Regions from separate parts of the Hordeum vulgare genome. Here region 1 is linked to region 2. The links are chromatin contacts, called in public Hi-C maps. All regions are on one chromosome and are shown on one strand. The core of a region is the stretch at or near the end of the contact, and the rest is flanking DNA. Distances in the headings are between cores, read along the strand shown. Region 1 holds the start of LOC123430886. Region 2 holds the start of LOC123427909 (RNA-binding protein L-like).

Region 1 (3,552 bases), core at 816-3,315, 130 kb before region 2:
AGTATTCGGTTTTTCAGGTAATCAAGTGCTGAGCATTAACATGAAGTTTCCTGAGTCATGCATAACAGACAGGGTTGACAAGTTTCTGAACTTGTCCTGGGGAAAGACAGATTAGGATTTCAGGTCAATGTGGTTTTGATCTGAACTTCAGCATACCTGATGAGTCCTTGCTTCCACTTGAAGATTCAGAATCACTGTTAAACTCAGGGACAGATTTTCCTTCAACATGCACATCTTGATCCACGTGTCTGCATGATACTAATACAGGTTGAGCGGATTTAACTGGCACCACAGTAGCTGATGGTTCTTGGCTCAAAGATCCAGTGTCTTGCTTAGGCAAAGGCCTTGATACATTCCCAGATATAATCGAAACAGGTGCTGCTGCAACAACCCCAGAGCCAACGTAAGGTCTTGGAGCGGGAGGAGGGATGATGAACTTAAGAGTAGATGTCTCCACAGGCCTCCTCATCTGAAGAGGCTTTGCAATTGTAACATTCTCCAAGTGGACTGGTAAGGGAGGAGCAGCTTGTCTGTGGATTGCAGATGCTTTCTTCTGAAGTTGACTTGGCTGGAGCATGGGGAGGTCAGGGGCAAGATCATCCTTCGGTGTTATTGGGCGTAGGTTAGTTTCATCTGGGATCCAACCTCTGAGCACCTGATTGTCCTTCACTCTCACCGTGATAAGAGAAAACCCAGGACATTGCTTGGTCATCTTTCCAACAAAATGCTTGCCAACGATAACATCCTTGCCTACATTGCCTCGCACATGAGCACTGCTACTGTTGGAGGCTTGATTTTCACGAAATTTGACTGTAGTACCAGAATCTACAGGTCGGCTGGGCCTATAACCCTGAGTCTGCTGTGCAGGCAGCACATGAACTGTATGCATTTTAGTGTCAAGAGTACCACCTAACGGGTGGTTAATGTGCACCCCATCATGTCGGATATTTGGGTTATACAATGCGCTGCGAAGAGGTGGAATGCTCTGAACGGGCTGTGCCATGTGAGGTTGTTCATATGTAGAATACTCGTACTTCCTTGGGCGACCACGCTTACGCTTTGTGCCAGAGCTTGCGGGTGGCTCAATGGGCAGCGGTTCATTAGGCGCAGCAGCTTTATTCCCTTCTGATGTCATCTCTACTGGCTTGCTTCAACCTTTTGCAGCTACAACTGCACCCAAGAGTGCTGGGACTACCCTGTTGGTTTGAATTTATCTTGAATCAGAACAACAGTTTTTCTTTACAAAGGAGGCAAGAACTGTGCCAATAACTGAATGGAAAAAAAGGCAGTTTTCTCATGACACTGTTTTCAGAAGCCACATGGCTACAGTTTGCAATCAATGATTTAAACTGCATCTTGACAATACAAGTGTACACAAGCCAGTCAATTGGATGCTGCTACAAACTTACAAGCCATATTTTTCCATAAAAGAAACCTAATATATCCCACATTAAAAAAAAAATACTTTCCTTGCGCAAGACCTCACCGAGTGGCTTGAAGCCTACGCACACATCTTAAATTCTAAACAGTGAGCTCCTAGAACATACGTACATGTCCTGGACATAAAACGCTTGATGCTGACATCTAACTTGCCAATTCGTATCGAAATCCCATCCGACACGACCAGAGCCTTAGAAAAAAAATCGAACCAATATCCCGGTCAATCTAGAAAATCATTCCCATCCCATCCCATCTCGTCCCACCATGTGGCACGGCCCAACGCATCATGGGGGCAGAGCAATACGGAGCAAAACAGAGGAACGCCGAGCCAATCCGAGAGTCTCGGAGAACCGATCGAACGACCTCGGAAAAATAAAACCGGAACAAGCAAGCAAACAAGCGACGCAGTTGGGCGAGGCGCAGGCTTATACAGATGGGAGTGCGCGATTACCCCTGAAATCTTGTCCTCTCCGCGCGCGCGCCGTCGCCTCTGGGAGGAGAGATGATCGCGACGAGTCCGCTGGCGGGGGAGGAGGCGGAGGAAGGGAAGCTGCGGATGGGGGGCGGAGGAGCTCGGGGGCTAGGGTTCTCGTCGATGTGGGGGGAAGGGAATGGCGGGGGATCGGAGGGGGCGGGGGGCGGACGATGTGGCTCGATTGAAACGGCAGGCAGCCTCGCCTCGCCCCGCCGCACCATACAAATCGTGGCTGGCTGCGGAGGAAGCGGGGGGACTGGTGGCGCTGCTAGGTCCACCTGCCGTTGTCCGGCCCGCGGACGTGGGTGGATACCACATGGGCCGACTGTTCTCTGCAGGCCATAATTAAGGAGGGCCATCTTGTTCTCTTTTTTTTTTTTTTTTTGCTTTCAGTTGGTTCCTAAAATCTGCTGAACTATTATTTTTTATACTACTATGAAAATGATTATTTGGGTGTTTGGTTGTCTTTTTTGTTTTAGGGGAACGTTGTTGTTTTATTCAAAGTTCATGAATGATCTCCGAGCTAACACACTCGGGAGACAAGCGGACCCAGGGGTTTACACAACGACTAAGTACACCCCTCCTAGCTAGGACATGTGCGACTTTATTAGCTAATCATCGTACCAAAGCAACCCTAAACTCAAAAAAATAGTGAAGTAACTCTTTAACCTCGTCGACTAGCTGCCTATTTGTAGAGAAATACCTTTGTCTGTTTCTAATCTTGCTTACCGGTACTTGGGAGTTTGTCTCAAGAATAACCTTGTAGATGTTAAGTTGTTTCGCAAAAATAAGGGCCCACCGACACGCCAACAACACCGCCACCTCAGTATCATGAACGGAAGGGGAAAAATGGCATGCGCCTACAAGGAACTTGCCATGGTCATCCCTATGGACACCCCCTCCCCTCCCGATTTTTTATGTTTTGCCATAGCACTGCCAACATTAGCTTTGATCCATCCTTCAGCTGCCTTTTTTCATTGCTCCAAGGTCTTCCTTTCTCTCTGTTGAGCTATTCTATCATGCACACACTTCCATTCAACAGCAAGTTGAAGCACTCATTCACATAAACTTCACGGGTCTTCCATTCTGCAAAAGTTGCCGTCATTTCAATAATGTCTATAAATAGGCCATGTTCAACGAAGGATGTCTACGAAGGCCAAAAGACTCTGTGTGAGATCATGTTATTTCTCGACATTCATGAAATTATTCCAATTTTTTCATGCCTTCTTTGACCAATTCAAGTCACCATACGAAGTTGTTTGTGTTTTCCATAACTTTTACATTTTCTTTATTTTTCTCGTTGAAAAAAGGCTGATACATGGTCGGACGTGTGAGAACATGCATACGGTGTCGGAAGTCATTCAAACCTAGCATATGAATGCCTACCATGGGCATCCCATCTGGTGGAAAAACTTGGAGGTCATTTCAAGGATTTCCTAGAAACACACTGCTCAACAACGAGGTTGTTCGGGTAGGCTAGAATGCACAATTTGAGGGCATATTTTCTAGCATCTGTTAAATGATCCCAATTTTTTACATTGCCTTGTACCAATTCAAGTCACCAGGTTGATACTTGTGATCTGCATTGGGTTTTCCGTGAAGAGGAACGGGTGATGAAGCACAATATAGGTAAGTAT
Region 2 (3,045 bases), core at 276-2,775:
CAAGTAGAACAACATGAACTTAAGCATAGCAATCAAGTATGCATGAGAAGTAAATGTATACATGTAATAGCAAATAGCTATTTGCAGTGACATGAGATTCACCACATTTACCTCTCTCCTGAACCCCTGTTGTCTTCCTATTTGCTGCTGGACCAATGCGCATAGGTCTGGAAGAACAGGGCATTCCATTCATCTCAGTCATGGCACGAGCTTGCTCTGTGGGATCACCAAACTTGACAAACCCATAACCCTTTGAACGCATTGTCATCTTGTCAGTCACAACTTTTGCGCCCTTCACTGAAGGGTAATGGACCCTGAATGTCTCCTGTAACATGTAGTCTGTAACATCAGCTGCCAAGTCCCCAACAAAAATTGTATAGTCTGGGGTATCATCACGCTTTTCGCCAGCACTGGCCCAGTTCAGTCTGTATGCCAACTCAACATTTGGCATCATTTGTCCATTGAATGTCTGAAGAACTCGCTCAGCAGCTGCATGGCTTGCAAACTCGACAAAGCCATAACCCTGAAGCTGCCCAGTCTGCTTGTCGCGGATAAGCTTCACAGATTGGAACTGCAAATTAACAAAAAGATGATCTTTAGCAACTTTACATATAATAGATGGTCTGCAGAACAGACGCACAGATGTGCAGAAGGTATATAAGCAGAAAAACAAATACTCAAGTTAACTAGAGAATTTTTAATTTCACAAGACACAGTGCAAAAGGTACATGATAAGCAGAAAAACAAATAGTTCAGTTAACTAGAGAATTTTCAATTTCGCAAGATGCAGTTGACAGCTTTAGTCTTCACAACACCAATCATGCAACCGTGCCAAAACACGCAACTGCTCCAGAACAACAGCTAAATCAGCTAAAGCTTGGATTTTTTTCCCTGTAACGAAGACATAATTCACAACAAAGTAACTCGTCTCGCAGTTCTACCATCACAACTAAATCCCTAACCGATTACATCTAGACCCGCGACGCGTACATCCAACAGGGCAAGCCGAGCCGAAGCAAATCTCGCGTCGGACCGACGTGCCGAACGAATCGGGCGTCAGATCGGGGCACGTACCTCCCCGGTGTTGGCGAAGCAGCTGTAGATGTAGTTCTCGTCCATCCAGTACTGGAGGTCCCCGATCCAGAGCGTCCTGACCTCGTCCGAGGCGGCGGGGGCGGCGGGGGCCTGCGGCGCGGCGTAGTACTGCTGCGGGGCGGGCACCTGGCCGTAGGGCGCGGCCTGGGGCGGCGGCTGGCCCCACATGGCCTGGGGCGGCGGCTGCTGCTGCGGGGGCGGCTGCGCGTAGTGCGGCATCGGCGGCGGGATCGCGCCCCAGTGCGGCGGCTGCCCTCCCGCGCCCTGCGGCGGCATGGGGGCGCCCATGCCCGGCTGCGGCTGCGACGGCGGCGGTGGCTGCATCATGGCGAGAGGAGAGGGGAGGAGAGGCCCGAACCCTAGGGAGAGAGGGGAGGGAGACGGACGGGTGCGGGGGAGGGGATGGGGATTTCAGGGCTGAGATTCGTCCGCGGCGCGCACAGGGGTTCCGGCTCTCCTTTTTTATTACCGTGGGCGGGCAAACCGCGCTGCCCGTGTCCTGTTTTTCCTTTTTTTTTCTTCCCTTTTCTCTTCCGGAATTGAACTGGCGTCCTTGTCCGCTTTGTCCACGTACTCTCTTTGTTTTCTGCACACACACACACACAAAAAAAAACTTCGCTGGCACAGATGGAGAAGCTTTTTTTTTCAGAGACAAAACAACTAGGTTCTCATGAATCAAAACAAGCACACACACTTGATCATCAAAGTACAAGGATAAATTGCTTTGACCCCTAACACACGGCTGGAGTGTCGGGACGGTGAGAGGGGGTGGTGGCAGCGGTCTCGTTCCTCGATTCCGGTGCCATCGGCGGCCTAGGAGTTGTGCTTCACCTTCGTATGCCATGATCTCCAAGGCTGGACGGGTTGATTTTCTCGATGAAAATGGACCTAGGTGGCTAACGGGCAGAGTTACGCGAGTGCGGCCTCGCCGGTGGCGAAAAGGAAGATTTCGACGTCGGTGGGCGAGGAAAGGTGTGCGAGAGGGATGCGGGGTGGAACGGTTCTAGCCACGGGGGTTGACTGCGAAGCGGTGGGTTAAGGTTCATTCCCCATGTTGGAACCAACCCACTAGGGTTCAAGTCCTACACCGTTGGTCGCATTTTTCTAAATTTATTTAACCTTTCTGACAATGTGTGTTTCAGTGTGAATATATGCTTTCATCGATTACGAATACATATGTGGCAACTTCGTCAATCTCAATATGCCGTGCCGGTTTAATATCTTGAAGGTGCTCATAGAGAAGAGTGTGTGTCCATAGGGTTTAGTGTATGCATATGTATGTAAGTATTTGTATGGGTACCGTATTCAAAAAATAAATTATTGGTTTGAGAGATCTTCTAGATAGGTCTTAATCGTAAACCAATATGTGGTTGGATGATTAGAGAGACTGTGGTATTTACAGTCCACTATGTTTCAAGTTCTGGTGCTCGCATTTATTCCTGTATTTTTTTCGGAATTTTCAGCGATGTGCATTCAGTGAAAGGGGGTGTTTCCATCAGCGACGAGACGCCTATAATTACTTTGTAAATCTCAAGATAATATGTCGGCTCGGTCTTTTGGAGGTGCTCATAGGGATAAGGTGTATCTGCTTGTATATGAACGTATGTGCATGCATTGTGTTAAGAAAAGATAGACCTTGATCCCTTTGAAAAGTATTTTTTCTAAATAAAACTTTTGGCGATCTGCTATATGCTAGGGATGCTCTTAGAGACGTTTCTCCATTGATTTTGACACAAGAGAAGACATATACGGCTGGCACTTTCGCTAAAAGGGGACTTTTCCAAACGGAAATACAAAGGATTTTGTCATATCACAAAGAACAGTGATGCACATTCATGACAGCTGGAAAAGGGGTAATCCGCAACTAGCATCCTCACGAGGAATATGAGCCAATCATTGTGATGCCATAAGAAAATTTTATTTTTCAGAATTTCTCATACGAGGTGCAAT

What was found. Hi-C and Micro-C count contacts between places; a contact is called where the count stands out from the background.
Region 1: a contact with region 2 is called in a Hi-C map of leaf, with 2.7 times the contacts expected there. The contact joins the promoter of LOC123430886 here to the promoter of LOC123427909 in region 2. A contact is called at or near these places in 2 of 6 Hi-C or Micro-C datasets (leaf and seedling).

What each region holds. Positions count from the first base shown.
Region 1 is chr2H:620,080,390-620,083,941 of MorexV3_pseudomolecules_assembly, reverse strand. LOC123430886 reads right to left here and starts at 2,065. Exons shown (of 5, transcript XM_045114717.1): 1 at 1,892-2,065; 2 at 157-1,196. The coding sequence starts at 1,135.
Region 2 is chr2H:619,950,414-619,953,458 of MorexV3_pseudomolecules_assembly, reverse strand. LOC123427909 (RNA-binding protein L-like) reads right to left here and starts at 1,525. Exons shown (of 7, transcript XM_045112051.1): 1 at 1,075-1,525; 2 at 112-571. The coding sequence starts at 1,422.